Linked DNA regions of Xenopus laevis: region 1 is linked to region 2. A link is a contact called in public Hi-C data. All regions are on one chromosome and are shown on one strand. Each heading gives the region's core, a stretch centred on a gene start, on an enhancer-like site or on the middle of the called end of the contact. The rest is flanking DNA. Distances are from core to core; before and after follow the strand shown.

Region 1 (2,788 bases), core at 100-2,599, 140 kb before region 2:
TTGTTGGGCATGAAGGAAACTGAGTTTAGGGGCTTTTTACATCTCCATAATTCCTTATTCACTTGTTCTCCAAGCATTCTATGGGGCAGATTTACTCTCTTCTCAGTTACTAACCCTCCTTAAAACCTTCATAGTGCTTAAATATCAGATTTAGTAAAGAGTGATTTAACTCCATTGTCCATACTGCACTGTACCAGAACAAAAAATGCATTGCAGGCCATTATCTTAACTGTTATCTGTGGAGACATAGGAAAGGAGGTAGGAAATTTACACAGCAGTTCAGGTACTGAGACACCGTCAAGGACAGCATGTAGGAGAAACAACGAGATATCTCACCTACAAGAAAAGAGCTGACACATTAACAACACAAAAACAAGTTCTAGGATTCTGCAAGGCATTCATAATTACACGTACAATACATTTAATGATATTAGGTAAGAGCTAGTCAAGTAAATACACAACTAAAATTACATTTTACAATAATGTAGAATGTGTCTCCACTTGCAGAATAATCAATACAAGTGGAGTATTGTATCAAGTGGATAGAATTTGATGTCATGATACATATAAACCTTTATATTTAAGTGAGAAGGAGTTATCGTGCTCTGCCTCCTAACTAGTGTCGGATTTAGCCATTCTAAATTATTCTGTGCAAAGCAAGCCTAGCTTGAACATATGCAAACTGTCCTTTTGTACAGGCTGCTGTGTATTAAAATATCCTTAATAGATCTTTTATTTTTAATTGTGCAGCCTGACAGTTATCTAACATGCACATGGTATTTTGTTACATAAACATACATAGATAACTGCCTATTTTAAAGCAAATATTTACACTGCATGTATTGCCTATACTTTGGAATATGGGAGAGCAGAGTAAAAGAAACCAGGGCTGTAATCAATAGGATGTTTTCCCACAACATATGCTCCTGTCAGAAATTCATGAACAAACCACACTGGGGTTTTTTTTTTTGAGTTCTTTAAACATTCTTTCAACATGTCTTTTTGAAAATGACTTAATTATACCCTGAAAATAAAATCAGAGGTTGTTTCTCCAGAGTTCAACTTCTAAAATGCAAAAGCATTTTTAACAGATAATTACTTTTTTTGAAATTAAATGATTTCTCTTAAACTGAACTTTGAAGAGAAATTAGTAACATCAAGTAGAGGAAATGAGCCATGTGTGCCCTTACCTTACTCATCAGGCTGCAAAACTCGATAATCTTGGTGAAAGATGTACCAGGGGGGCATGATCTGCCCAGGTTATTCTTTAGTGAGTTCCATAATCTGGCAAGGAGGGTCATACAGGCACACAGCACTTGCACACTAGACAGAGGAAGCAGACGGGAGATGCAGAGCTCAGAGGGCTTAAAGTAATACCCAGAGAGGAGGCTGAGGCAAGCAGCTGCTGGGAAGGAGGAGGGAGAAAAATCTATATGCTTCTCACCTCCATAGACACAAAATATACTGATCAATGCACATTCCTGGCCTCATGCTTTAACCATAATTCATTCTACATGGATTTAATCAGGTGAACAATTACTACATTACTTGACATGTCACAGATTATACTGTGTGTTATGTAATAATTTTGTATGCATTGGTTTTCTTTTTAAACATGACATTCAAGAGCTTTCCAACAAAATTCGTTTTGTGTGTGTTCTTAATATGGCCACTAGATGACAGTAAAAACAGAGATGTGGTTGAAAATCCACACCTGAGCATACTAATCTCCTGAGTCAATGGACTCTAAAAATTACTGAGCTGTTATCATAACAATGGAAAAGAACTAATATCCTGCCACTAGAAAAAGAAAAACATATAACCAGGGTGTAATTACAGAGGAATCCGGCCCTGTGGCTGAAGGGGGGGGGCAGGAGTGTTGGGGGTCCAGTAAGGTCCTAATTAAAGAGAATTTTCTATATATCTTGGTAGAATAAGTCAATTTACCAATATGTTGTGGCCCTAAATTGAATTTCCTATGGAGTCCATTAATATCTAGTTACACCACTGCATATAGCCAAAATCGGTATGATATTTTTTATTTGATGAATACACATGTAAAATAGGGGTTCTACTGTATGATGTTAACACAGCATTTAATTCTAATGTACCTGCTTGTCTCATAAAGCAGGGTTTGTCAACATTATATCACCCCAGAACAACAAGACAACCTTTTCTACTACTCATACTACTATTACCTTCCATCTTAACTCTATGGATATTCAAATATTCACAACATTCCCTTATCATTTAATTGTAAGACAGTGAAGTGAATGGGAGCCACATGGTAGGAAATAAGGGTCCACATATGACAACCAAATCACCAGTTTGACATACCTGTCTTAGACATCTGGTAAGCTCCTTCTACACCAAGCTGATTTAATAATGTTCTTAGTGGTAAGAGTAGGGTGATATGGCACTCCTGTGTATGTGCACAATGTGTGTGGACAGCTCTGTATGGTCTAAAATGTGTTTCAATATCTAGGAAGCTTTGCTGTGTGACTTAGATATTATCTCCTGAATCAGTTGTCAGAATGCCTAAAAATTATCAGAGTGCCCCGACCACATTTAATGTAACTATAATATATATGTATGTATTTATTAAGGAGTGATGACTAGCACTGAATTCCTCAAAAGACATTTCAAAATTTCTTTTGGTGTTTTGTGTGCAATGATCTATGTACCCTTTGATACACATGATGACCCATGGCTCTCGAATGTATATTGCCAAGAATAATAATATCCTTTTCTGCTTTTTGCCATAACCTCTTCTAACAATATCTTTGTG
Region 2 (2,911 bases), core at 192-2,691:
TTACTGGCTATGACCAACAGAAGGAATCGAGCCTCTCAGCAGGACCTGATTGATGTAGGGCAGATCCCTGCGTTTGCCGAAATGTTTTCCGAATTACCGCAAATCCTCCATTGTAAACATTCCCTTGGCTCTGCGCAGTATAGAGTCCTTGGTTGCATCATACGGGTGTTCTTTTGAAGGAATCTCAAGTACTGCAGGGATGGAGATGGTGTGCGTGTCAATTACATGACGGATCATCTCAGCAATGAACTGGTTGATCAAAATAATGCCTATATCATCACGATTTAGAAAACTTCTACAGAAATAATGGATAGAAAAGAAAAGAATCATTATAAAACCAAACAAACAGTAACAAATATAGGAGCACTGCTACTTCAAAGCAAAATCAACAAATATATATATGTCTTTTAAAGAATCATATGGACCCCATGGTACCACCTAATCCTTTATAAGAACCTGGGGATCCAACACTTTGAACAAATGTGTCAACAATTTCAAACTGGTGACGAGGGGTCATTCATGCACCCTGGGAGCAACGGACACAATTATTTGCTCCTGTGGCTTACACACAGCTGAATGATGGGATATCAGCCTGTAAACCAATCAGCTGGCAATAATGTTATTATGGGGACTTTATTGCAGTTTGGGGATTTTAATAGACAGCTGGACAAGCTGTTCTATCAGTACAGTCATATGTACCTCTATCAGTTGATGAGACATGAGCACCGCAGGCACAAGGCAGAAAAAACAAAATGTTGCTGCACTGGGTTCTACAAGTGACTTTGGGTGATATGTTGAAGCAGAGTGTAGGGCAAGCAGGTTACAGACAGTAGCATGCTGATGGGAAAGGCACACAACACTAACAAATGCAGATTGTGCTCTTTCTGGTCAGTCTCCTGCAGGTTTACAGTAAATAATCAGTCTGTTCCCTGCACACAGCAGCCATGGGAACTGGATCAGTCCCCTTATGTGGAAGATCAGGTCCCAGAATGAGGAACAATGAGTCTCCATACACTAAAGCTGGGGGAAGGGGGGGGAGGTCAGGCCACAAAATATCAAGTACATCTTAGCTACTCTAATTCTAAGGGTTAATTCTATCTAATTCATTGTACAGAGAGAAGGGCCCAAATACTCCCAGCATCCCTCGCTAGACTAGACATATGGCAGCCTGTAGGCGGGTCCATGGCCCTCCACTTCACACATGCATTCACCAGAAGAACACCTATCCCATCTCACCTGAACGTCTCTTCGATCTCGGTTACGCTCGTCTCCTTCTCCACCACCAAAAAATTGGGTTTCCGGTTCTTGTTCAGCTCCCCGATTCCACCGAGTAAGAAGCCGGTGACGGTGTCCTCGTCCCCGATAACCGCTATCAGCTTGCCTCGAACTAGACCCCCGGCCATCTTCTATTAAACACTCTAGCGCGCACACACTCTGTCACACCGAACCGAATGTCACTACACTGCTCTAAGCACTGTCTCCGCCCGCAGTCACCTGACAAGAAGAACCCGTCACATGACTCAACGCCCCCTGAAACGCCTGTATCAGCTGAGCTGTAGGGGGCGTGTCCCGGTGATGTCAATCTGTAGTTTAATAACCGGCCTACACTTGCTGCAAATATAATCCACGTTCTGCCCTGGTTGTGCATTAAAGCCCCGTAGTGTACGTGATTTATGTGGATTTATTTAGTATCAATACTGAGCTTTCTTCCCAGAATTCCTTCTCTTTTATAGCTTTATTAAGACGTTCCAAATTGACAAGGGCGAGATGCCTGCATTGTGTTGGCTGACAGTTTGTAGCACCTTGCTTGACACCTTGTAGCCGTATCCATGTCTGGATTCTTGCTTCTCTAATTCAGACAGGCCCGGATTTGTGGTAAGGCCACCAAGGCCCCGGCCTAGGGCATCAGGATTTTAGGGGGGGGCATCAGTGGCCTAACTAGATATTACTGGGCCCCACAGCAAATTATTTTTCAGGCCCTCAAAATGTCTAGAAGTTGACCTGTTTTGGCAACATTTATTGAAATTGTATATGAATTAGTGCCTCATGGGGCCCCTATACCTACAGGGCCCCCCTGCAGGCGCAGGGTCTGCTTCCTAGTTACGCCCCTGGGGGGCATGCTGCCTAATAGGGTTGCAATCCCTTAGTGTGATTGCATTCAGTCCAATTTCTGTAGTTACAAAGTTCCAGAGGATAGTGGTTACCAGCCGGATTCAGACCTCCTCGTGGCGCTTGTACTGGACCGATGTGCGTTCTCCGTTACCCCCTTTAAAGGAGAACGCACATCAGTCCAGTACAAGCACCACGAGGGACTTTGGTCCTCTGGCACTTTGTAACTACAGAAATTGGACTGAATGCGATCACACTAAGGGAAAGTGAGTGTATTTATTGATGTTTTTAAGAAGTCATTTTAAATAAAACGGTATTATACTTTTTCCGGCTTTTATCCTTGCTCTGGAGTCCATAGAAGGTGCGAGGTCGAACTAGGATCGCACAGGAGGATTTAATAGACACGCTTGACCACGAGAGTGGTTTGTAAGTAGTCATTTTTTCTAAACGGTGGAGGTGTTCCAGATTTGAAACATGTAACCAACTGCCGCACTGGAGACCAATCTTTATTCTTTATTTGCACCCCTATAGTGTTTGTTCTCTCTAACCAGATGCATATTAGAGAAATGGGAGCACTTCCAAAATAAGTCAGTTTAAAGCACTTGGTGATAACCCTCATTTTAAGTGAACGTATTACGCTATGTTGATTCCTAATTTCTGTTGCCACAGGCGCTGATTCCTTTGTATATATTTCCCTGGAAGTATACACATTCGTTTGGATTCCGAAATCAAACCTTCTTCCCAAATGCAGAGGCTGAGTCAGAAGTTTTTTCCACAAACATGATGATTAGTAGAAACCAGT

The links. A called contact is a pair of places that touch in the nucleus more often than the background predicts.
Region 1: a contact with region 2 is called in a Hi-C map of the XTC cell line, with 3 times the contacts expected there. The contact joins the promoter of LOC108711248 here to the promoter of atp6v1f.L in region 2. A contact is called at or near these places in 2 of 4 Hi-C or Micro-C datasets (the XTC cell line and animal cap).

What each region holds. Positions count from the first base shown.
Region 1 is chr3L:93,251,803-93,254,590 of Xenopus_laevis_v10.1, reverse strand. It overlaps LOC108711248 (cadherin-related family member 5-like), which reads right to left and starts at 1,349. Exons shown (of 17, transcript XM_041586612.1): 1 at 1,191-1,349.
Region 2 is chr3L:93,112,717-93,115,627 of Xenopus_laevis_v10.1, reverse strand. It overlaps atp6v1f.L (ATPase, H+ transporting, lysosomal 14kDa, V1 subunit F L homeolog), which reads right to left and starts at 1,441. Exons shown (of 2, transcript NM_001089830.1): 1 at 1,237-1,441; 2 at 1-295. The coding sequence starts at 1,403. The coding sequence ends at 94.